Linked DNA regions of Mus musculus: region 1 is linked to region 2. The links are chromatin contacts, called in public promoter capture Hi-C maps. All regions are on one chromosome and are shown on one strand. Each heading gives the region's core, a stretch centred on a gene start, on an enhancer-like site or on the middle of the called end of the contact. The rest is flanking DNA. Distances are from core to core; before and after follow the strand shown. Region 1 overlaps Bcl6 (B cell leukemia/lymphoma 6). Region 2 overlaps Lpp (LIM domain containing preferred translocation partner in lipoma).

Region 1 (5,659 bases), core at 1,562-4,061, 920 kb before region 2:
AATCCACCCTGCTGGCATCTGGTCTCAGAAAGCCAGCCTCCAGGACTTGCACGAAGCCCTTCAGATTGTCTTACTTTGATACAGCAGCCTGGACAAACTTCAGAGATGGTGACATTGAGCAAGATAGCTCTTTCCAAACAGATGAGGCCATTCCATGGAGAAGCCCGGGGCTCTTGAAACCTTCAGGATACTGATCTCTGGCTTAACTGCTCAGCAAAGCTGGCCACCACATAGTGAGTGTCCTGAGAGAGTGATGTGTCATTCCACCTATGTCCTTCTCAAGGCCCCAGGATTCCTACGATCATCATTTATTGGCAATCATTTTAATGCCTTTTGGTATTTTTTTCTACATTGTTCATGTTATAGTTTTCAAACTTAACTGAAAATGTTCTGAGGGCCTGGTTCATACTCTGGAATTAAGTGATCTCTCTGATCAAAGTTCTTGCAGTGACACTTGATGTGATGTCTTCCTGTTCTTGGTTTGGTTTTCTTGACTATGTGAAATTATTATAGTCCCTAAAGAGTCTCATTTACCATCGTCAATGATTCTGACTCTGTATGTGCTTGCTACCTAACCAAACCTGCCTGCTTAGGATATAAAGACAGCAGCTTTGTATGATGTCACACAATTTATATGTCACACACTTTGCATGATGTCACGCACTTTGTATGATGTCACACACTTTGTATGATGTCACACTCTTTATGATGTCACACACTTAGAATCTCAGCCATGGGGAGGCTGAGACAAGATGACAGCAAGTTCAAGGACAGCTTGAGTATGCAGTGAGTTTGAGACAGGCCTGGGCTACATAGACTATCTTCAGGTCTCTCTTGTGTGTTAAATGTCCTAAGCAACCATTCATCTAGGGTGGTCAGTTGCCAAAGGTGGGTACTAAGGTACATCTCAAGTTTCCATCTGAGACTCCAAGCCTTTTCTGACTTGACGTACCTCTACGTAGATGCCTGCTTTCCTAGTGCCCACGGACGTACTCTCCCCTTTCAATGTAAGTGCCCCTTAACACTACACTGGTTGTATTGTGTCTCATGACCCTGGCAGGATAGAATCCCTCTTTCTCCTCTTTAGGGATTAGAGGAAGTTGGTCTTCTCTATTGGTCACGGTATTTTTGGTAAACCAAGGTTTGTGTTTTTCCTTGGAGGAATCCAAGAACTGTCAGCCACCATTCATTAAGAAGTTTAGACATGCAGCCAAGGAGATGGCTTAGTTGCTTTTCGAGGTTGGCAAAGCCAGTTCCAGTCTCCAGAAACCACAGAAATGTTGGTTTGCTTTGGCAGCTGCCTATAACCCTGTCACTTGGAAGGTGGATATTGGGGGTCCCCAAGGACCAGCTGGCTTGGTAGACTGACCAAATCAGGGAGCCCTGGATTCAAATGAGAGACCTTGCCACAATAAATGATGTGAGAAAAGACTGAGGAAGATAAACCATATGGCCTCCACTTATGTAAACATGGGTTCCCACACGTAGGTCCACACACACACACACATACACACACACACAACTTCCAACAGCAGTACCTGTTTTATTAATTATAACCAGTTACAAGTTTTGCTTTAGCTTAACACTAAATTGAATTTTACTCCAAAGATTATGAGTGTGGGAAAGCAATAGTAAAAAGTGTGTATCCTTTATGAAAGTCACAAAGCTATCATCAGAAAAACCGTCTACTGTGAAATGCAGTGTATAGACCGGGCCGCATTTTATTGTAGTACCATAATTAACAGTGAAACTGGTAACTATTGTAAAATCGTCTCCAAAGTCTGCAGTCCTTTCATAGTACTCTTTCTTTACCTTTTAACCCCTGGAGCTGGAGTTACTGACTGTTGTGAGCTGCCGCATATGGGTGCTGATAACTGAACTCAGGTCTTCTGGAAGAGTCGTGAGCTTTCTCTGCTGAGCTACCTCTGTAGACCCTGGTGATGTTGTTCCTTGTAGCCAGTAATGCAAAATGATCAAGTTGCTATAAACAAACGTGTTTTGATTTCCTACCTTCTAGGGAAGCACTGCAAAAGCGTCATTCCTTAACAATTTCACACTTGAATTTAGCCAAAAGAAGAAGCAGTGTGAATACTTAACAACTTTCAATCATCTCAACTATTAGTTTGACTATAGATACTTTTCCCTTTGCCACTTCAGAGATTAGTAAATGACCCATATGTGTGCGTGTGTGTGTCATTTTCATAAACTATGAAATATAAATATGTATAAAATGTGGCTGTCAGCATAAACTGCGCTCTTGTTCCGAGAAATAGGAACCCACACAAACTAACCCATGTAAGGAGAAAGTCCAGGGCACAGGTACCCTATTGCAACTAGGTGTAGGAGATATTGGGTATCATAGAAATGTAAGTCCAGAAGCCTCCAGATGATAGCAGGCTCCACAGAACCCAGTGTTGGAAGATCATCTTATTTTAAGAGCCTGGCTCTGGGGATCTGCCACTGACGTGGCCTGACTGCCACCCAGGGGTCAGCTTTCCCCTGTTTCTTTTTCCGGGGTCCATCTTCTTAATGCTTTCCTGAGTATGCATCTGGAAGAATGCGAGACAATTTGTTATCAATCACTACCGTGAGTGAGGCAAAGAAATTAAAATAAGAAGCCTAGGTCCTAAGCATTGACTGAACTGTAAATTCTACAAAGGGTTAGGTGTGGCGTATGACACTCAGCTGTGTGACCCTAGGCAGGCCCTATTCATTTCATCATTACTAAATCAGAACACACCCCTGTACCTTCCTGGGGTTGGGGTTAGGTAGAGCCTGGTCTCTACACTTGCCCAGACACTAGATGGCAGCAGACTGTCTCCTTCAGTCACCTCACAGGTCAGAAGAGTCACTTAATGAGAGAGTTCTTGCCACTCTGCCACTTTCAGCTCCTTAACAGCTCTGCTTGTGTGGACTCACCCGGTCTACAGGCCTGCTGCTGTGGCTTAGGTATAGAGTCAAGCTCCCAAGCCCTCCAAAAGCAATTGTTTTAAAATGCTTGTCCTCAGGTGGTAGCACTATTCTAGAAGGTTCTGGAAACTTTAGAAGGTGAGACCTATATGGAGGAGATAGGTCACTCAGCACATGCCCTTGAGACAGTGTCATCTTCTTTCTCTCTCTTTGCTTCCTGTCTGTCATGATATTCTGTCTCATCACAAGTTGAGTTAGCAGAGCCAAGGACAATGGACAGGAACACCTGAAGTTGTGACCTTAAAGACATCAAAACTGTGAGCTTAAAGACTTCAACCCTTCTTTGCTGAGACGGGAGTTCTGACAAACAAAACCTGTGCTACCTCTACTCTAGCTAGAGTCATCTGGGAAGTAGGACCCTCAGCTGAGAGAATGCTGCCACAGACTGGCCTGTTGACAGTTTCTGGGGGGCAGTTTCCTGATTTACAATTGATGTGGGAGGGTCCTGAGCAGATGGACCAGGATTGGATCGGAAGCTGAGCAAGCCACAGTGCACAAGCAAGCAGCGATCCTCCATGGTCTCTGCTTCAGTTCCTGGCACCAGGTTCCTGCCTTGAGTTCCTGCCCCGACTTCCTTCTGTGGTGGACTGTGGTTAGGAAATGTAAGCCCAATAAACCCTTTCTTCCCCAAATTGCATTTGGTCTGTGTTTTATTATAGCAAAAGAAAGTGAACGGAAGCCAAAGCTAATACACCTTCCTCAATACACACTTCAACCTGCGGTCCTAGTAAACCTTTCCCTCAAAAACTTCCATGATGCAGAGAGTCTTAAACACATCCTAGTGTTTGAGACACCTTTGTGTGTGTGTGTGTGTGTGTGTGTGTGTGTGTCTGTCTGTCTGTGTGTGTGTCTGTGTCTGTGTGTGTCTGTGTGTGAAAATGCATTCACTCCATGATTTTGTAATAAAATTCTCTCTCCCCTTTGCTGTGGGCTATACTCTTAATAACTCCGTTTAGAGATGTTTCCCTTTTACTTATTATTAATCATCGGCTGACTGCAGTAGCTCAGTCTTTGATCTCCCTTTTGTCGGAACGCCACCCTCCCCGTCTGCTCCTCCGTCTCCCTCATAAATAGGAATGGTACAAAAACAGACTCTCGGGAGCAAAAGGAGCCTGAGGCCAGCTTCCCTCAGGCCCGTGAATTGTCATTCCTGAAGCTGTCTAGTCCGTAAGTTCTTCTGCCAGGTTTCTATGGGAGCTGAGGGATCGGTTTCCCCCTTTTCAAAGAGCAGGGTGAGTTGAGGCCTCGAGCTGGCAAGTCCTTTAAAGTCATTTTCAAAGGAAACCCGAGCTGCAAGGCCTTGCGGTTGGCAGAAGGTGGCGTGACTTTCTGAAGCTCTCTTGGGACTTCGGGTGGGCAACTCCCCTAGCTTCTCAACACGTGCCCAGAGACGGCAGCAACACCACTGCCAGGAGCTGACCAGTAAGTAGGCACGTGTTCCCTCCCCACTGCCACCCAGGAACAGGAAGGGGACGCAGGCTTTCTCTTCTGGGCCCATTACCAGAACCACACTTGTCTCCCCAGTTCTCAGATCCTGTCAATCATACTTGGTCCTTGGGGTTTTCTGAGGTAAAATATCCACGGGTGCCAAAGCAGGCCAGCGTGAACTTACATCTGAATCACGGATGCATAAATGGTCTCGTTAATCCAGTCTACTCTTGGATGGGCTGGGACAGAGACCCACAGCAAAAATAGCGACCTGACGCACACAGGAGGAGGTGGCTGAGTTCTGACACTGGGGTAGAGGCTTGCTTGGCCTCTGGCCAATCATAAAGCTTTCAAGTCTGTGAATGTCTGTCGGTCACCCAGGAGGCTCTGAATGCGTGGATGCCGAGAGATGTGTGTGGCTTCAGCCGGATGCCTTTGACCTGCCAGGCGTAGCCAAGTAAAGAAAATATGTTTCTAAAGCCAGAGCCAGGATGGGACTTCTTACTTTAGAAAAGAATAATCCCAGAGGTGGGAGAGGCTATGACTCGTTAGAGGTTGGAGAGACTATGACGTTTGTGTCTAAAGAACAAGGACTGCAGTTATTAAGAGTGAGGCTTGGAGCTGGGTCAGATACCCTACTTGACCTCCAGGCCTAGTGTCTGGGCTCTGTAGCTGATCCTGGTGTTCAGGATCAAAATAGGCAGGAAGCTACCTGGACAAGCCCCAGTCTGGCTCTCAGGCCAAGCTCCTCTCTCATACCTCACTGGCCAGCGGGCCCCACTCCCACGCCCCTAGAACATTTCCCACCGAAGCAAAGACCACTCTGATCTCTCTCCATGCAAAGACAGATCCTCAGAAAGAGCCAGCTCGACTTTTCAATGTTTTATTCTTATGTTTTGTACAGCTCTATTTTACAACGCACTAATGCAGTTTAGACACAGCCAAACCCTGTCTCCGGAGTAATTATAACGACAAGCATGACGCAGAATGTGGGAGGAGTCAAACATTCCCAAAGAGAGTTTAGTTAGTGACAACTTCAAGTCCCTGTGTCTGCCTACACTTCAAAAAGGGATGGCGCACACCCGTCCATCATTGAAAACTTCCGTGTAAAAAGGCACCGTGAGGACACATTACAGGTATGTACAAACTGAAAACTGGAACAAAAGTATACATTTCTCCTTCTGCAGCTTTTTTTTTTGTTCTTTTTGTTTTTAATACACACTTTGTAAATTTGTAAACCTTCACTTGCAAAAAAATACAA
Region 2 (5,427 bases), core at 1,080-3,579:
GTGGGGTGTGGGTGAAGGGGGTGCCTTAGCCGGCCCATACCAAGGCATCCCCTTCCCCCTGAGAGACCAGCCACACCCCTGAGAGACCAGCCACACCCCTGAGAGACCAGCCACAGGACTGTATAGTGTAGAAAAGAGTTTATTCAGGGCAACTCAATAGAGAGTTAAGAGGGTAGTAGAGGCAGAGAAAAGGAGAAAGTAGAGAAGTAGAGGCCAACCATGACTACATGGAGAGAGGGGGGAAGGGAATGGGGAGAGAGGGGGAACGGGGGCAGGGGAAAGAGGCAAGGGAGAAAGGCAAGAGTAAGAGGATTGGACAAGCAGCCCCTCTTATAGTGAACCAGACTACCTCGCTCTTGCCAGGTAACTGTTGGGGTGTAGTTTAGACAGAATACCAATATTTGTTGTGTGATAGTTGATGAGATTTAACTTTTCAGAGCTTCTCTGTCTTTGCCTGCAGATTAAAGATAAGGCAGTGGCTTATGAGCTCTTTTATCACCCTCTTTGCTCCTCTGTGCCCTTCCTCCACTTTTATCTAGAGGTGTTATTATAACATGCATATAGGCATGTATGTTTAAGGCCTAAGACATATATCCACTTTGTTACATGGCAGTGTTTTATTGGTTGGTCTTCTGTAGAAACCCTCCTTGCCCTGCCTTGGGCCCAGGGCTGCAGCCTAGTTCCTCCCTCCTCACAGGTCAGTAGGTCCAGACTGCCAGTGTTCTCACTTGCTCCATGACTGTGTGTCTTCCATCTTTCCCCTAATACAGAATTCCCCACTTGGTTTTCAAAGCCTGAGTCCACACTTTCCCTTCTAAATCTGCCCTGATTGGATCTATATGTTATGTAACAACTGTGTGCCCATGAGCTCTAGAGAAGGCAAAGGCCAGGTCCCATTCATCTTTCTCTTCTCGGTGAGTTCCAATGCCTGCTCTGTGCAGTAATCACTTGACACTTGTTTATGTGGATATTCACATTCTGTGTTACCTGTTCCAGCTACATGTTAAGATTCGTTGCCATTTGCCCAAGAACTGTTCTATTAAAACATTTTCAATTTTACTAGAAATTTAATGAGAATTCCTCTATTACTCTGTGAATTTTTACCAATCCAGTGTTCAAAGTTGTATGTGGAAAGCAGTGTCTCAGAGGGAAGCAATATGAAACACATGGAACATCTTTCAGGAGCCACATGACAAACCACAAGATTCAGATAAGAATGAAATTCCCTCTAAAAGCAGGCTTAGAGGCTGGGCACAGGATCCTGATAAGGTAGCAGGGAGCCAATGGATTCAGGCTTTGAAAGCTAGCTGGGAAATTCCATGTATGTGTAAAAGGGAGAAAGCCTTTTACCAAGCCATGCATGAAGGTTACTGCTGTCTCTGCTAGGCTGCCACATAAGTAGGTCAATAAATAGTTCATTCAAGTATAACTTTAGTACCTATTCTAAATGGTTTAGAATCTTTTGAATAAGCATGAATTTAAAAAAAAAGAACCCTCTAATATATTGTTCCAAGATTTTTAGCTCAGCAAATCTCTTCTACAATCTTTTGGAGTTGGCAAGTTCCTCAGAAGCTATCCTAAGGATAGTGGTGGTATAGACAAGACAGACGAAGGGGCTCATCACTGCCCTTCATGCCCCCTCTCCTTATTGCTTTAGTGGACAGTAGGACCACCTAGTCCTCAGGATCCATCCTCAGAGCACTGCTGGAAGACCTCTCCATCTTCCTTGATCAGGTACTGATTTACAAAAGCAAGAGTTTGGCCAGCCCATGTCTCCGATTCCCACTGCCTTGTTCTTGAAGTTGCTCTTCATGTTTCCCTCCAGCAAATCCCATGGGGAACCTCTGAAGTGCCTAAGTTACTCTTTAATAAATATCTCTCTTCTCTGAGGCACCATCCCTCCTAGTTGAACCACCTGCCACAAGCTAAATTATTCCTTAGTGTTTACACCTTGCGGATATTTATAGCCATCATCATGGCACCCCTTAGTCATCCTCCAGCCCCGGTGTGTTACATATATAGCTCTTTTAATCTTTCTACAAAGTCAGACTCCTCAGTCTCTTAATCACTTGTACCATCCTCTCTCTGGTGCCTATAAGAGAACAGTTTGAATATATCCCAGATGGCAAAAAATAACCCCAACATGTGGTAACTAGGGGGAGAAAACCACGGAGGAGATGAAAGGAGCAATCTCCAGGTTAATTAGTGGGGTGGCCGCAAATATGTGCACAGTTTGTTTCAGAAATAAAGCAAGCTGTATTTGTTGTAACTGTCTCCACTTTGAACTCAGTAGTATGTTGGTGGAGCCAAGCTGTGTTGATGGTCCAAACAGCCACTAAAGACCTTTGACTTTGTACTCCCTCTGTGTATCTCTTGCTTAAGATGGACTTCAAATAGGATCACATAGCGATACAAGAAAATATTACTAGTTTCTGTTTAGTTTTATGGCTTTACGTGGTTTCTGAGCTTCATATAAGCTCAGTAAGGGAGGACCTTTGACTTGTCTCTCTCGTTATTAGGCACATGGGTATTAGTCATCTTATAAAATTAGCAGTGTTTACTGAATATGATAGCCTAAATAAGGAACAACTTCAGTACAAGAGTGATTGCTCAGAAATGCTCCACAGACAGCAGGAGAATATGGCCATTTCCAAGTTTGTTTTTTTATTAGATATTTTCTTCATTTACATTTCAAATGCTATCCCGAGAGTCCCCTATACCCTCCCCCCACCTGCTCCCCAACCCACCCACTCCCACTTTCATAATGTTTTGAAAGGCTATGCAGAAATGTCCACTAAGTGATTTTCTCCACACCTGATTCAGCCTTGATTCAGTTTATGTACTTATCTTACAAAATGTATCTTGGGTTGGAAAACTAAACTCTGAAGGAGTCCTTAGGAAAACCTCCCGATTCCTTTGGGGGAGGCTGCAGGATGTACCATCTGTAAGAAGAGTGTGCCTCAGCTGTATAAGAAAGGTAGCTGGCAAGGCATAGGAGTGCATGCTTTTAGTCACAGCACACAAAGTCCAGACAGCTTAAAGCAAAACCAGAGAAGAATGCTGCTTACTGGCTTGCCAGGAAAGGAACTTGCAACAGAAACAACATGTAGGAACGCTCTTCACTAGCTTGCTCAGTTCCTTTTCTTATACACACCAGACCCACCTGCCCAAGGATGGCACTGCCCATGGTGTGCTGGGTCCTCTAGCATCAGCCATTAATCAAGAAAATGCCTCATAGATATGCACACAGGCAAATCTGATGGAGATGGGTCCCTCAACCGAGATTTCCTCTTCTCAGAAATGCATGTCTAAGTTTGTGTTGAGATGACAGAAGGTATTGCAGGAAGGTACCTGAGGATGGGCCTGAAGTCAGCCTCTTCATTAAGTTCCTGTATTGAGTTTTTGCCTTGGCTTCCTTTGATGATACACTGTAAACTCTAAGGTGAGATAAGACCTCTCCTCCCCAAATGCCTCTTGGTCATATGGTGACCACAGCAACAGAACACACAGCAGAGAGGATGTGACCAGCCTCCATCTGTGACTCCTAGGAAATTTTCCTTTTCCCAGAGTCTCACGTGGTCCAGAAAGTGTTCCTTCTGGCCCAGCCATGCCCCTCCTATAGAATTGTATGCTTTCTTCTGCAGATGTCTCTAATGTTCTTTCAGGCTGATCAACTCTGACAGTTTCTTCGTGTTTTCTTTTACCAAGCATTTGTCTGCAGCTTAGAAGATATGAGTCTCACCAGAGTTCATTAGAATAGATTTTAGGCTTTAATATTTGTAACTGAGCAGTTCTGCCAGTCTGAAGGTAGCCAAGGACAACCATTTCCTCTCACACACAAAGTAAGGTTGTGAAGGGACTTTTTCTCTGAATGAAGGAGGGGAAGAGGAAAGTAGAAGCCTTCTCATGTTTTATTCAAATGTTAACAAAGAAATCGAGAAGTGTGTTTCCTTAAAATTGACACCATTTTTATCCCAAATGTTCCGGTGAGTGATAGTGGGTATGGCAGGCAGTCACAGCAGGGGGAGCTTTCTCCAGGAGCTCAGTCCCCGTGGGAAGCATTACCTCCAAGTAATACACTAATCGCTTTGAATCCTGCATATTTTCACATACTGTGTGCATACATACGGATATTAATAACTGTTCCCTAGACGTCACTTCAGCACTTGGAGAGCTCAGTGTTGCTAAGCAAGTGCTGGAGATGGAATCAGATGCAGATGGCAGTTCAGCAGAGAGGATTTTACAGAGACGCATGAGGAGAAAGGACGGAGGTGCTGACTCCATCCCCATGGATCTTTGAGTTCTGAGGTGATCAGCTTGTGTGAGCTATGCCTGATATTCATCCACCCACTGCACTGAGATTATAAATGGCATTGCTAGTGCTTAAAGGTACTTACCTCAGAATCCATCTACTCACATCCTACCTGCATCTTATTCAGTGGTTTCTGTCTAGTAATTTCTTACAGCATTGAGACATACATAAATTTTACTGTTTTGTGTATATGTTCTATTTCCATATATATCTTAGAAGAATTCATATTTTATACTATATATATATATAGATGTATATGTCTATGTGTATATCATATAGAAATTCAGAGGGGAGGAGACCCTTTTTCATACTACCTTCTGATATCTCAGACTAAGGATGATATTCCTATATTATATAAGGCTCCATTAAGGGAAGTAGCTTGCCTAAGGTCACAGGTCATATGTTTCTAGATCAAAATTACTCCTCCTACTTTATATTCATTTAAGAGAAAATGCAAAATGGGAACCCTCCCATGGAGTGAGTATTCTATTTAACAACATTGTTTAAAACAGTGCGTCCACACTGGATGTGACCACACAGGGCCTGGAACCTATGTTCTTCACTCAGGTTTGCCTCTCGCTTGGACGGCAAAGAGTTTAACTTGTTCTTGTAAACTAAGCAGCTAAGCAATGTACCAGGCTTTTTTTTTTTTTAACAAAGAAATGTTTTCATCATAGATTGAAATTGCATATGCTCAGGAAATTTCACCTGCTAGTACAGAGATACTAGTATATGATGTCACACGTTTGGGAGATTGTATGCACAGCCTGAAAAGTATCACTTTTGAGTCCCCAAGGGCCTCAATTTAGAGCCTGGCTCTGCTGTTGGCTTCCTATGGGATCTTACTCAAGTCACAACCTGTCTCTTGACCTTTGTTTTATATTATGAATACTAAAGTTGAATGAAATAATCAATGCTCTTCACTTTCTGAATCCCCTCAATAGCGCATTCTGGGCATTTGGGCTCTAAATAGACAAAAGAACTAATTGGCTTCCTGTGAAGATAGTGCCAATTGCAACTGTCACCTGCCACTGGTCCCAGCCATGTATGTAAGGGTCATTAGATGACTCATAGCTCACTGTCTCACAACTCAAAGTTCAGTTTTGTTACATATT

What was found. Promoter capture Hi-C pulls out the DNA fragments that hold promoters and counts their contacts.
Region 1: a promoter capture Hi-C map of liver shows a contact between it and region 2, with 4 times the contacts expected there. The contact joins two enhancer-like sites. A contact is called at or near these places in 2 of 39 promoter capture datasets (embryonic stem cells and liver), 7 of 484 Hi-C or Micro-C datasets (B cells, bone marrow-derived macrophages, embryonic stem cells and 3 more) and 2 of 115 datasets of contacts at active chromatin or transcription factors (bone marrow-derived macrophages and embryonic stem cells).

The regions. Positions count from the first base shown.
Region 1 is chr16:23,959,785-23,965,443 of GRCm38.p6, forward strand. Bcl6 (B cell leukemia/lymphoma 6) reads right to left here. Exons shown (of 10, transcript NM_009744.4): 10 at 5,266-5,659. Among named protein-coding and RNA genes, the nearest start is that of Gm31527, 26 kb to the right of the region's middle. Within about 2 kb of position 2,812, at least 10 of the 459 cell types and tissues checked have an H3K27ac peak or open chromatin away from gene starts, as enhancers often do. A contact at or near this core is called in liver, where this site is marked.
Region 2 is chr16:24,876,787-24,882,213 of GRCm38.p6, forward strand. The region is part of intron 9 of Lpp (LIM domain containing preferred translocation partner in lipoma); the gene reads left to right. Among named protein-coding and RNA genes, the nearest start is that of Gm22672, 4.7 kb to the right of the region's middle. Within about 2 kb of position 2,330, at least 35 of the 459 cell types and tissues checked have an H3K27ac peak or open chromatin away from gene starts, as enhancers often do. A contact at or near this core is called in liver, where this site is marked.